Regions from separate parts of the Mus musculus genome. Here region 2 is linked to region 1. A link is a contact called in public promoter capture Hi-C data. All regions are on one chromosome and are shown on one strand. Each heading gives the region's core, a stretch centred on a gene start, on an enhancer-like site or on the middle of the called end of the contact. The rest is flanking DNA. Distances are from core to core; before and after follow the strand shown.

Evidence for each region. Promoter capture Hi-C pulls out the DNA fragments that hold promoters and counts their contacts.
Region 2: a contact with region 1 is called in a promoter capture Hi-C map of liver, with 2.1 times the contacts expected there. The contact joins the enhancer-like site here to the promoter of Ercc2 in region 1. A contact is called at or near these places in 10 of 39 promoter capture datasets (the 3T3-L1 cell line, the C10 cell line, cranial neural crest and 4 more), 3 of 484 Hi-C or Micro-C datasets (Sertoli cells, bone marrow-derived macrophages and female germline stem cell-derived STRA8 germ cells), 16 of 115 datasets of contacts at active chromatin or transcription factors (the 230-238 cell line, the SCID.adh cell line, bone marrow-derived macrophages and 11 more) and 3 of 9 other capture datasets (adipose tissue, liver and pancreatic islet).

The regions. Positions count from the first base shown.
Region 1 is chr7:19,376,407-19,383,445 of GRCm38.p6, reverse strand. It overlaps Ercc2 (excision repair cross-complementing rodent repair deficiency, complementation group 2), which reads right to left and starts at 1,429. Exons shown (of 23, transcript NM_007949.5): 1 at 1,387-1,429; 2 at 1,068-1,167. The coding sequence starts at 1,391. It overlaps Ppp1r13l (protein phosphatase 1, regulatory subunit 13 like), which reads right to left. Exons shown (of 13, transcript NM_001010836.3): 12 at 5,759-5,958; 13 at 4,913-5,479. The coding sequence ends at 5,441.
Region 2 is chr7:19,542,044-19,548,938 of GRCm38.p6, reverse strand. The region is part of intron 1 of Ppp1r37 (protein phosphatase 1, regulatory subunit 37); the gene reads left to right. Among named protein-coding and RNA genes, the nearest start is that of Ppp1r37, 17 kb to the left of the region's middle. Within about 2 kb of position 1,433, at least 34 of the 459 cell types and tissues checked have an H3K27ac peak or open chromatin away from gene starts, as enhancers often do. A contact at or near this core is called in liver and pancreatic islet, where this site is marked.

The DNA of each region.
Region 1 (7,039 bases), core at 180-2,679:
AAGGTGCTTGTGGCCAAGCCTGATCACCCGAGTTCAATCCCCAAGACATACACGGAAGGAAAGAACCAACTCTACCCTCACGTGCACACTGTAGCATGTATACACACATTGGAAATAAGTATACCTAAAAGAAAACTTTTTTTAAAAAGTTTGTGTTCAGGGCTGTTGAAATAGCTCAGCAGGTAAAGGCGATTGCTATCAAACCTAACAGCCTGAATTTGATCCCTAGAACCCACATAAAATGATAAGAAATCTGGGTGGTGTTGGCCTATGCCTTTAATCACAGCACTCAGGAGGCAGAGGCAGGTGGATCTTTTGGGACTTTGAGGCCTGCCTGGTCTATGAAACAAGTTCCAGGACAGCAAAAATCACACAGAGAAACCCTGTCTCAGAAAACACAACGAGGGACTGGAGAGATGGCTGAGCAGTTAAGAGCACTGGCTGCTTGCTCTTCCAGAGGTCCTGAGTTCAAATCCCAGCAACCACATGAAGGCTCACAACCATCTGTACAGCTACAGTGTACTCACATACATAAAACAAATAAATCTACAACAAAACAAAACCGAAATAGAAGTGGAAGGAAAAACCCAACTCCACAAAGTTGTCCTCTGACCTCCACATACGGAACCCCTTCTTCCCTCCACTATTGTCACTACCAGGAATACCTCCAGAGTTTTCCTATACATAGCCCTAGCTAGCCCGAAACTCACTATGAAACCCAGACTGTACTTCAAACTCGAGCAATCTGTCCTCAGCCACCCTGTCTCTAGAATTACAGGCATAATTGTAATTACTATCAGTCAGTTTATGCGGTGCCAGGATGGAACCCAGAGTTTCACCCCTGCTAGCTAGGCTAGCACCCTACCAACTGAGCGACATTCCTCGCCTTGTTATTTACAATTGTTGTTAGTACACGGTCTCGCTGTGTAGCCCCGGCTGGCCTCCAAAATCGCAGCGATGCTCCTGCCTGGGTCTTCCGGGTGCTGGGATAGCAAGGCCCGGGCCCCGACCAGGACGTTTGCCTGCCAGAGGCATCAGAATGCAAGGAGGGCAGCCTCGCCACCCACCTTGGCGTCCAGCGTGCGCTTGAGCTCCAGCATGTAGGAGAACTGCTCCGGGTAGATGTAGTCGTACGGGAAGTAGACCAGCAGCCCGTCCACGTTGAGCCTGGCGGCGGTGAGGCGTCGGTGCCCGGTGCTCTCGAGCCGCCTCGGCCTCCGCTCCGCCCGCCCGCCCGCCCTCGTGGCGTCTCGCCGCCAGGGACCCCGAAGCCACCCGGACCGGTCTCCGCAGCCTCTCCACGCCGCGCCCCAGCCCCGGCGACGCCCACCCGCCGCCCCATTGCCCACCGCAGAGCCGCCCGCTCTTTCAGAGACCCCATCTCACTTCATGGCGGCTGATCGCGGCGTCCACACGCCCGCTCCTGAATATTCAACGAGGGGGCGTGACCCAGAGACACACCTTCCTCGGGACGCCATTGGCCGAGTCCTCCCGTCACTCTGCCAATCGGAAAATTGGCGCGTGCGCATGGCGGTGAGAGGGCGGACTTCGGAGAGAAGTGGTGCCCGAGGCATCGCTGAGGATCGCCGAGGACTTCGAGCAGAACACAGAAAGAAGAGAGTCGAGAGAATCGATAGAGTTCATTGCTGCTTCGCTCCTCCAGGTTCTGTTCTGGTTGTCCAAGTCGTGAAAATAGTGTTTAAGAGAGAATAACAGAGAAATTGGAGACCGTCTTGATTTTTTTGTTTTTCGGGTGTTTTTTTTTGTTTTTTTGTTTGTTTTTTCGAGACAAGGTTTCTCTGTGTAGCCCTGGCTGTCCTGGAACTCACTCTGTAGTACAGGCTGGCCTCGAACTCAGAAATCCACCTGCCTCTGCTTCCCACCACTGCCCTGCCTAGCACGTGTTTTTAAGCATTTATTAATATGGGTTGGAAAGATGGCTCAGACGTTAAAGCATAGGTCACAAACAAACAAAACTTCATTAATTAAGGGCCTGGAGGAATCACTCAGTAGTTAAAAGCACTTTCTGATTTTGAAGAGGAGCAGGGTTCCCAGCCGCCCCACTCTCCACTCCCACCCCCCAAATCAGGCAGCTTATGATCGATCACCTTTAGGGCTAGCTCCATGGAATCCAATACCTCTGGCCTGTGGAAGGAAGAGGAAACCTGCAGAATTTGGTTCAGTCCTTTCCTTCCACTATGTGTGGGAATCGAACTCAGGTCAAAAGGCCTGTACCTCATGAGCCATCTCATGAGGTACAGGCCTCAGTAGACAGTCGTACTATGTAACCCAAGCTGGTCCGGAGCTCACTCTATAGCCTGGGTGGCTGGCCCCAGCTTGTGGCTAACCCACCTGAGGGCTGGACAATGCTGTCAGTTATTTCATATCTCTGGATTCTTGCTCAAATATCACCTTTTAGTCCTTCCTCCCTTCATTTCATCCTTTCTTTTCTTTCTTTTTTTTTTTAAGATTTATTTGTTATATATAAGTACATTGTAGCTGTTTTCAGATATACCAGAAGGGGGTATCCAATCTCATTACTGATGGTTGTGAGCCACCATGTGGTTGCTGGGATTTGAATTCAGGACCTTTGGAAGAGCAGTCAGTGCTCTTAATCACTGAGCTCCAGTCCCTTTTCTTTTTGAGAGAGTCTTTCTACTTAGTTCTGACACTGTCCTAGATCTCACACTATAAACAAGGTTGGCCTTGAACTCACAGAGACCTGCCTGCCTCTGCCTCCGGAGTGAGTGCTGAGATTAAAGGTGCATACCATAATGTCTGGCTATTTTCTTTCTTTCTTTCTTTCTTTCTTTCTTTCTTTCTTTCTTTCTTTCCTCTTTTTGGTTTGGTTTTTCAAGACAGGGTTTCTCTGTGTAGTCCTGGCTGTCCTGGCACTCACTTTGTAGACCAGGCTGGCCTCGAACTCAGAAATCCACCGGCCTCTGCCTCCCGAGTGCTGGGATTAAAGGCGTGTGCCACCACGCCCGGCTTCCTTTCTTCCTTTTTTAAAGATGTATTTATTATTATACTAAGTACACTGTAGCTGTCTTCAGATGCACCAGACGAGGGTGTCAGATCTCATTACAGATGGTTGTGAGCCACCATGTGGTTGCTGGAATTTGAACTCAGGACCTTCAGAAGAGCAGTCGGTGCTCTTAACCACTGAGCCATCTCTCCAGCCCCCTTTCTTTCTTTTTGAATTAACTATTTTATTTTTGATGTGTGTGTGAGGGTTTTGCCCCATGCATGTATGTGCATCAAGTGTGTACCTGGTGCCCTCAGAGGTCGGAAGGCATCAGATCCCCTGACACTGGAGCTATTGGTGGCTGTGAGCCATCACGCAGGTGCTGGAAATCAAGCCCAGATCCTTTGCAAGAGTAACAGTGCCCTCGGGCTGGAGAGATGGCTCAGTGGTTAAGAGCACTGGCTGCTCTTCCAGAGGTCCTGAGTTCAATTCTCAGCAACCACCTGGTGGCTCACAACCATCTCTAATGGGATCTGATGCCCTCTTCTGGTGTGTGTTTGAAGACAGCTACAGTGTACTCACATAAATAAAATTAATAAATAAATCTTTAAAAAAAGAGACAGAGTTCAAAGCTGGGGCTGGAGAGATGGCTCAGCGGTTAAGAGCACTGGCTGCTTGCTCCTCCAGAGTGTCTGAGATCAGTTCTTAGCAACCACATGGTGGCTCACAACCATCCGTAATGGGATCCAATATGCCCTCTTCTGGTGTGTCTGAAGACAGCTCTTAATCACCGAGCTGTCATTCCAACCCCATTTTCTTTCTTTTTTAAATTACCCTTTTTAAAAAAAATGTATTAGCCACATGGTTTTATTTATGTATTTGCTCCATACGCATTCGCTGTGCTTATCAGAGAACAACTTTCAGGAATAGCTTCTTTCCTTCCATCATTCCTTGGATCCTGAGGCTTGAACGAGGGCTGCAGGCTTGGCAAGTGTGCTTACCTGCTGAGCCATCTTGGCAGCTCTTGGATTTCATGTTACAAATGTCCTGCAGTTTGCTTTGTAGACCAGGCTGGCCTTGAAATCACAGAGATCTGCCTGCCTCTGCCTCCTGAGTGCTGGGATTAAAGATGTTCGCCACCACTGCTTGGCTAATAATACATACCTCTTGCTTTCTAAACTTAAACCTCATGTTAGGACCCTGAAGATGGGCTTGGGGGAGGTGGAACCAGACCTTTTTATTTTTCTTTCTTTATTTCCCTTTTTAAACAATTCTATTCACTGGTCCCTTTTTATTTGTATGACTTGCTAATGTCACACGATTAAGATGGCTTTCTTTGTTTTTTTTTTTTTGCTAGATTAACTAATTAATAATTAATAGTAGCTGATCATGGTGGCACCTATCCGTCCCTTCAAGCTCCTACAGGGTCAGAGACACAGGATTTCAGGTTTAAAGCTCGCCTAACGGGCTGGAGAGATGACTTAGATGTTAAGAGAACTGGCTGCTCTTCCAGAGGTCCTAAGTTCAATTCCCAGCATCCACATGGTGACTCACAGCCCTATGATGTGGATCCAATGCCCTAGTGTACTCATATACATAAAATAAATAAATAAATACATAAAAAATTAAAAAAAAAAAAGCTCACCTAAACCAAACATAATATCCTGTTTCTAAATAAAAAAGATTGGACATGGTGGTGTTCATCTTCAGTGCCAGCACTTGAGAGGAAAAAGCAGGTTCCAGGCCACGGCCTACATAACAAGACGCTGACTCACAAAACTAACAAGAAAATTAAAGTATTGGACTCATGCGTGAGACAAACCTGTGAGAACTATTCTGTCTAGGTTTGTGTCTAGGTTTGTGTCTAGGTTTGTGTCAAGTTGATGAAAACTAACCAACACGGACAGCAGTCATGTTGTCTGAACAGAATCAAAATGATGTTCATTTCTGGGTAAACAACCTTTATTTATAAAGGAAATGTTTCCCATGTCATTATAAACATTAAGCCACATGGTATGAAGGCACTTGGTTGGGGACATGGGGTCCTCACACAGGCCCTAAGCTTCTGGGAAGAATGGGGGCTGCTGAGCAGAATGGGGACTTCTGGGAGAGAGGAGGAAAGGACTCAGAGAGAAATGAAGGGGTGGGTAGCCTCCCTGGCTCAGCTAGGATAGTGCAGTGGCTTGCTGCCAGTAGGAGGCACTTAAAACCAGATCTGACTGGGCACGTGGGTATGTTGGGGGCAGGGTGGGAGATCTTGCCTGCAAGGGTCCCCAGCCCCACCTCACCCCAATGCTTAAGGCAGCTTCCTAATCTTCAGTCTGGGGCCGCCCTCCCTTGAGCCTCTCAGGGAGCAGAGAATTTCCGGTGCCCTCTGGAGAGCAGCGGCGCAGATTAGCTAGCTGGATCGGGCAGGTCCGGGTGGAAGGCGGGCTGGCTTGTACTTTTCTCCTTTACAATCATCCTTCATGCCTACTAGATTTTGCTCCGCTGAGACTTCACTCTAGGGAAGAGCTAAGGAAAGAGAACTATCAGACACCAGGAGCCCAGCAGCACCTATCCTACCCCTAAGAAGGGGGCCACCATCTAACCACCAGCCCCACCTAGGACCAATCAAAACATCAGAACAAGCACCAGCCAGGCAAGAGCAGAAAGATGTGGGGGAACCTATAAGAGGTCATGCCTTGAACTCTCGGCAACCCCCCTGCCTCAGCCTCCAAAGTGCTAGGATAACAGATCAGCTTGGCCCAACCCATTAATAGGGAACTCCCGCCAGGTAGCCTCTGGGCTCACCCCGAAGTAGTTGCGCGGCACATAGCCTTCCTGGCCGTGCAGTGAGGCCCACCACCAATCAGTCTCCTCTGGCCCATCTCTCCGCAGCACAGTGACTGACTCGCCCTCTCGGAAAGACAGCTCATCCCCAAACTCTGCGCTGTAGTCCCAGAGTGCATACACAACGCCATTGTGCATCAGTCCCATGCTTTGTTCCACGTCTGAAAACACAGAAAAAAATATGGTAGTCAGGACCGGGCCCAGGAACGCAGCCACAGGAAGGATGGGGTCAGGTGCCGCCCCTGCTCCAGCACAGAAATGAGACACCGGGAAAGCTGTTTTTGCCTCTGCCAGTGGATAGCAGTGAGATGCTCTCTCTAACATTTGAGGGCTGTTGGTGTGTCAAAATGGGCAACCTACCTTCACTCAATGGCTGGCTATCATCTCCCTCTTTGGGGGCTGGAGGTTGGTTTTTCAAGATAGGGTTTTCCATGTAGCCCTGGCTATTCTGGAACTAGCTCTGGCCTGGAACTCAGACACCCACCTGCCTTTGCCTCCCAAGTGCTGGCATCAAAAGCCGTACACCACTACTACCCAGCCCCTCTTGTTTTTTGTTTTTTGGTTTTTTTTTAATGATTTGCTTATTAGCCAGGTGTGGTGGTGCACAACTTTAATCCCAGACCTCAGAGGCTGAGGCAGGAGGATCTCAAGGTCTACAAAGTGAGTTTCAGGATAGCCAAGGCTACACAGAAAAACCCTGTTTTGGAAAACAAAAACAAACAAACAAAATGGTTTGCTTATTTATATATTTTATGTAGACAGGTGTTTTATTTGCATGAATATCTGCACACCAGAAGAGGGCACTGGATCCCGTGGAACCAGTTATAAATAGCTGTGAGCCACCATGTCCGTGCTGAGAAATGAACTCGGCCTCTAGAAGAGAGCCAGGGCTTTTCACTGCTGAATGATCTCGTTTGGCCCTCATCTCTCTCTTTGAAATACACACACACACACACACACACACACATGCACACACACACATATTTGTAAAGATAGGTAGGGCTTAATGTATATCAGGCTGGCCTCAAACTAGGTACATAGTCAAGGATAGCCCTGAACTTCTGGTCTTTCTGACTCCATCTCTCAGGCTGTGGTATTACAGGGGTGCACCACCACACCCTATTTCTGCAGAACTGGGGATAGAACTCGGGGCCTAAGTCATGCTAAGCAAGCACTCTACTGCTGAGCTATATCTACCCCACGGCCTTTTTTGAAGACAGGTTCTTTATACATAACTCCCAC
Region 2 (6,895 bases), core at 184-2,683, 170 kb before region 1:
ACTTTATGTGGGTCCTGGGGATCGAACACCAAATTGTCAGGCTTGTCCGGAAGCACCTTTACCCTTCCAGCCAACCTCCTGGCATGTGCCACCATGTGTTGTGCCGAATTCTTGACTCTCAGCTGGCAAGTGATGCCACTCAGGCTCCGGCCTGAGGGCCTCCTGTCTCCTCCAGTGCTTCTCACTTTCCTGTCTTTCAGTGCCACCTCAAGTGCACCTGACTTTTATTCAGAAAGACTTAGAAGAAAGATCTGCTCTCTGGTGGCCTGTCCTTCCTTAACCCCAAACCCTGTTAGGTGCTTTCGCAGGCTACCTTGAGGCCCATCACTGATTGATGGGTTGTCATATGGATACCAATGGCAACATCACCCTATAGGGTACTGTAGGTTCCCTGGTGAGGTATGTTATTAAGAGGAAAAAGTGGGTTTCAGTGTCCTGTTCTCACTGGAGTTGAATCTGGTTCAGAGAACATGCGAGCTTCAAGCTCCATCATTCCCTAAAGATCTGAACCCATGTGCCTGTGCTGGCCTCTGCAGAGGGAGCAGGTAAGGCACTGATGTCAGCAGTCCACTGCACACTCCCTACTCTGGTCAGGGCTGCTACCTAGAGAAGTGAAAGGCCCCAGGCCACAGAGTCTCAAGGACTGGTCAACTATGGTTTTGAAGAGGGGATGACACATTGCTTTGCACCCCTTTACAAAAGGTGGACAAGGCCAGCAACAGTGCATGGAATTTTGTAGGAGCAGTTAGGGCAGCATGGGGCCACCGTGGGCTTGTAGATAGTGACAGAGATTGGAGATCAGTGTCAGACTGCAATCTCAGGTGCTGGCTGCCTTTTTTTTGAGACAGGGTCTTGTATTAGCCTAAAACTCGACAGGTAGGCTAGGTTGGGTGGCCAGTGAACCCTACACAGGTCTGCTTGTCTCTACTTCCCCAGCACTGGGATTACAAAGGCATGCTACCATACCCAGCATTTTGGGTTTCCCTATGTTAAGTTGGGGTGTGTGTTCCATGTATGCATGCATGTGTACTATGAGGTGTGCCTGGTGCCTAAGGAGACCAGAAGATGGTATTGAATCCAGAAGACTCAGTCCAGTCTGCCCTGCCTCTGAACAGCTGAGCTTTTCAAGGCCTGAGTACAGAGCTTTACCTCCTGGGGCAGTGCAGCTGTTTTGCTCATTGGCAAACTGAGAGATGGTTCCTCAGTCCTACTCAGTGCCAGGTTTGAGTGGACAAGCTGCCTGCTTGGGCTGCAGCCTTTTCCTTACCCGTGCACCCCTAGCCGGCTGGCTCCCTTAGGGTATCTTTTGTCTTGCCACACCTCCCTTGGTGCTCACTGCCTTGCCTATCCCCAGGTCTTCCATTGTGTACCCTCAGCTATCCAGCCCTGGGTAAATATTTAAGGGTAAATAGTGGGTGTGCAAGCAGTGTTCCTAGATGCAGCTGGGTCCCTCTCTCTGCAGTAAGAGTTGTGTTTGCTCTGCTCTTCCACTACCTGGTCACCAAGGTGTCTGGCCTTGGACTGTGATGATGATTGCTGCTGTTTACAAAGCACTTTAATTTTACTGAGTTGGCTCACTTACTGCTTCTAGAAGTCTCTCTGTGTGTGTCCTTGGTGGTTTTCTGTATATGGAGACCCAAACATTAGATAAGATGCAGGGCCTACAGCAGTTTGGATCTTCTGGCCATCAGGGATATGAGGCAAATGAGAGTGGTCAGTACCTTGCTATTGGACCACACTTCACTCTTTGTGTCTCTAGAACCTTCCCTCTGCTGCTGTGTTTCAGGTGACACAAGTCTGGCCATCCTGAGTAGTCAAGGTCCCTGGCACAGGCAGCTTCTATAGAAGGAATCAAGGTCTGACTCCCAACTGGGTGTCCTCATTGGGTCACTGTTTCCTCTTTGTGAAGATCCATTCATGTCCCAAGGCAGAATGTCATCAGTGTCTTCAGGTGCACGCATCCTGCTGGGGCCGTAGAGGAAAGCCTGCGTGCACCCCAGCAGAAAGCTTTAGTCAGTGATAATCGTGGTGAGCTTAGTCTCTCCTCAGCACCAGGCTAGATGTATTCTCATAGTTGTTCAAGCATTCACCCAGTCAGATTCAGTTCTGTGCCCTGTAACCGGAAAGGGAGCTGTGGGAGACAGGAGAGCAGCAGCAGCTCCACAGTTGCCTGAGAGTTGTCTGAGTGCATGCCACATGCAATGGGCTGTGTGTGGAGGCCAGAAGAAAGAGAGCACTGGGGCCACAGAGCTGGAGATACTGAGAAAGCTGCAGCTGCACTTAACCACTGCAGCATCGCGCTCTAGCTCCTTTTTTATTTGAAATAACTAAAAACTGAAACAGGGCACACAGGATGGCTCAGAGGGAAAGTCATTTGCTGCCAAGCCTGTTTGTTGGTTTCTCCTGACCTACATGGTAGAAGGAGAAAAGCAATTCTGTGGTCCTGTGGTTGACCTCTAACCTCTGCGTGTGTACAGGAAGTAAATGAAAAAGAAAATACTAAACTTTGTATACTAATGAGATAAGTATGCTGTTAAACACAGTACAACTACTGCTACACATACTCTGCACCTGCTTCAGGATGATGGTTGGAAAATGTTAGCATATTATCATATTAAACTTCTCTGTTTCTGTATGAGCAGAAGGCCTGTGTGTACATTGAAAGCATTCCAGCTCACACATGTGATCTGAACTGAGGCATTTCCGGCATCCAGCATGGGTATTTATTTACATGGTGTGACGGCATGAGTTGTGAATGCCTCGTGTGCTTGTGTGTTCAGGGCTGAGGCTGCAGTAAAGGTGCAGGAGACAGCTCCAGCATGTGCTGCTATACACTCATGCCTTATGAGTTTGGTTATTGCAAGTTCAGAAACTTTACTGTTTTTGTGACCCCACCCACATACTCAGCTTTGCTCTAGGACCAGAGTGAGCCACAGTCAAACCCTTACAGGCTAGAGATGTGTGCCCAGGCTGTAAAACCTCCAAGAGGAGGTGCTGTGGGAGCTGAAGCCTGAGTGACAGGTGAGTGAGGGTACAGGACACAGGGTAAAAAGGAAGCCAGGTGCACAAATAGAGGAAATGAAGCCCCTCCTCAGCCCGAGCCACCCCTCATTTTGGGGTATTAGTCCCTGTGCAGGGGACTCGTTACCACCGCAGGTCATATGCCAGCATCATCTCAGAACATGGTAGTAACAAGAAGAGGTAGTAGTAGGCTGGCCTGTCTGGGTCTCATCTCCCGAAGCACCAGGTGCAAGTGATCGCAGCTGGTGGTCTCCGGCTCAGGCAGGGGTGGAGAGCGTGCGTGCGTGCGTGCGTGCGTGCGTGCGTGCGTGCGTGCGTGCGTGCGTGCGTGCGTGTGTGCGTGTGTGTGTGAGTGATCGCAGCTGGTGGTCTCCGGCTCAGTGTGTGTGTGTGTGTGTGTGTGTGTGTGTGTGTGTGTGATCGCAGCTGGTGGTCTCCGGCTCAGGCAGGGGTGGAGAGCGTGTGTGTGTGTGTGTGTGTGTGTGTGTGTGTGTGTGTGTGTGTGTGATCGCAGCTGGTGGTCTCCGGCTCAGGCAGGGGTGGAGAGCGTGTGTGTGTGTGTGTGTGTGTGTGTGTGTGTGTGTGTGTGGTCTCCGGCTCAGGCAGGGGTGGAGAGCTTGTGTGTGTGTGTGTGTGTGTGTGTGTGTGGTGTGTGTGAGTGTGTGTGTGTGTGTGTGAGTGAGTGAGTGAAGTCAGGGCTCCCGATTGTCATGGCTGGGTGTGTGTGTGTGTGTGTGTGAGTGAGTGAGTGAAGTCAGGGCTCCCGATTGTCATGGCTGGGTCCTCACTCTCATTCTACACCTTGCATTTCACCTTAACCTGTCTCAGACGTTGCTACATTCCCCATGGTACCGGAGCTCCCATCCTATGAGCGAGCTGCAGGCCTCACTGGTGCCAGTTGCGTGCTCGCGAGCCTTCAGCGTGAGCGTCACAGGTGTTCTGGATGAGATGGTGCCTGTGCACCTTGGACTGGCTTTGCCAAATGAAAAGGGTTCTGCTTGTTTTCCCAGTCTCCTCAATAGCATGTGCACCCCCCACCCCCAGCTTTTAGTTGTTAACACCCTTTGCAGGGTGTTATACATGATCAGCCTACTCCAGTGTAACTATTTGTCTTATGAGACTAAGTAGCCAGGTGTGGAGGTAGAGGATTGGGAGCTCAAGGCCAGTCTTAGGGGCACCATGTTCATTCATGGCCACCTAGTTTAAAAAATAATAATGGATAGTCAGTGCTGAAGAGACCCTCCCCAGAGAGGAGTCGTATCCTGCCACAGCAGCCCTCCACACTGCTCCCCCCACTGACCCTCCACTCCCAACCCCCAGTGTCCTCAGGGTTCCAGGAGTGGACCTTGTCTCAGCATGTGTGGGAAAGGAGCTCTCTTCTGGTGGGGCTACAAATACCTCTCATTTCCAGAGCCGCTGACAGCCCTAGTCTGACTTCCTGGGCTCACAAGAAAGGCAAGTTCAGTTTCTGCCATGTTATTTGAGACCTGGACTTAGCTGGGTGTGACATTGTACTGTTTGGGACTCCAGCTCAGAAATCAGACATTTCTTTGCTCTGTTCTTTCACCTTGAGATGGGTGTGGAGGCCTGGAAACTCTAACGCCCACTGCAGACCCACTGTGGGAGAGTATACAGGTGTGCTCTGGATGGCTATCTGAAGACAGGCATCAGGCAGAGTGCATCCTAGCCTGAAGGCTTGCTAAGGAACCTGGACCTCTGACTGAGCATGGTACCCACTGCACCCCACAGCCTTTCCTCCCCCAGAACCCTACCATGCTCCTCCCCTTTCTGTATCACACAATCTCACTTTCAAGCTCTCTGCCATAAACCTGACCTCTTGAGGGCAGCAGCTCCCAGCTGGGCAGAGTTTAGTTTATTCTTCCCAATTTTAATGTGAAGTTGTTAATTACACCAGATGAGAATAAGACCACTACCACAATTTTCGAGCCAAATTTTGAAGTGAGCTTTATTAAATACTGGCCAGTATGGTGGACACTGGCCCAGGTCCATACCTGGGGTTCCCAGAAAATGGCACCAAATTATGCTAATCAGGCTTATACAGGCAAAGCCCACCAGGCTATGTACTTCCCGTCTTCATCCAGCTGGGGGCGCACACACAGCCTCAGGTGCTTCCTGCCTATGTGTGATCAGGTGCATCCGGTACAGTTGGGGTAGCCAAGTTTTTTTACAGGAGTGAAAACACATGGCTTGTTATCTTATATGAACAACAATTCCCAACATTCCAGGAAGTTATCTGTCTTTAGGCACGCGGGGATCACAGGTTAGAGGTGTTTTTGTTTTATAGATTTCTTAAGCACAGTAATTTAAACTTAAAACACATCATAACTTAAAACTGAGTCATCACAAAGTCCTCCTTACTCTGGAACCTAGGCTGGCCTTGAATCAAGTTAATCCTTCTGCCTTAGCATTCTGCATGCCAGTATTAAAGGTGTGAGCCAGCCTCCATGGTGTTTCTAAGTGAGTAAATGTCTGAATACCACACAGGCCTCAGTGCCGAGAAGGTGGACAAGCATGGTGGTGGTCGCCTTTAGTCTCAGGATTTATGAGGCTTAAGTAGGAGGGTCACCTGTGTGTTTCAGGATAGCTATGGCCATATGAATGAAAGTGAGGATGTGACCAATCCTATAGATAGATATGACGTAGAAAAGCAACAAAGGCATCTAGAAGAGTCCAGACTAACCACAGCAAGCAGAATAGACCAGGGACATGGAGAGGGGAGGAAGAGAAGAGAGAGGAGGGAAGGCAAAGAGGGGACCAGGAGCCAAGATAGTGTGTGGCCAAAATGACTGAATTATATAGGAATCTGAAACTGGAGGAAGGCAAGGCTAGTTCCTGGGCTGGAAAGGTTCAGGTAACAAGAGCCGTGGGTATGGAGAGAAACGTGTCACAGGTTTCTTTGGGACCTGACACTATATAGTGAGTGAACAGTCTTTTCCATGATCCACTTCAGCTTGTCCAGCTCGCCCTCCTAGAAGGTAGCTCCCTGTGTGTCCTTCCAGAGCTCAACATCTGAACATAAAACTGTTGGCCTCGTGTTCTTCCTCCTCTGAGGCAGAAGTGAGATCCTCACTTGAGGAAAATGTTTGAGGGGTTGATCCAAATTGGCAAAGGAAGCTCTTGAGACAGCCTGGCATGGGTGTATCAATGTGTGTTGTTCACCTGTTGCAGTCGTAGTTGTCTTGCACCAGCAGCAGGTCCTGTGGAGCCTGGACTCTGCCATCAGCACGTCCTGGCCTTGGTGCAGTGGGCCTGAAGGACTTGCATGTTCCATCTGTGCCCCGAATTCTGCCTAGAGCCTTTGCTCTAGAAAATAGCCTCCTGGAGCCGCCGGCCTTTGTGGTGCACCTGGGGGTGGGAGTCTACCATGCCTGCTTCCCAGCCATACCTCTGGCCCCTTGGTAGCCACCAAAACCTTGGGTCACATGAGATGGCATCCATCCACCTCAGAGCATGCTTCACTGGATGCTTCTGGTTGCCAGTCCCAACAGCCTGCCACGGGGGATGAACAATCTGCTCTATACTGCTCTGCCCTGCTCCCCTCCTCAGTGGCCTCTTTCCACCAAGGTCTTCAGTGTTGCCTCCCTCTGCAGTGGTCTGCCCCAGCCACACACTATTCCAAGGACTGCTGCCAGCTGCTGTGCTGTCCTCTATGTCCCCACCCCGAGGCTCCCACAGGGCTGGGGGTGGTGCCTGCTGCCAATCCAGTGTGCCTGCTGAATGAAGGAGCCCCGTGGCGGGAGCCTGGGGAACCACGCCCTCTCCATTGCCAGCTGGCCTCTTTTTTTTCTGTTCCATAATAGCAACACAATGTTGCCAAGTTTGGTGGGGGCTCTCAGGGTGGTGCCCACACAGG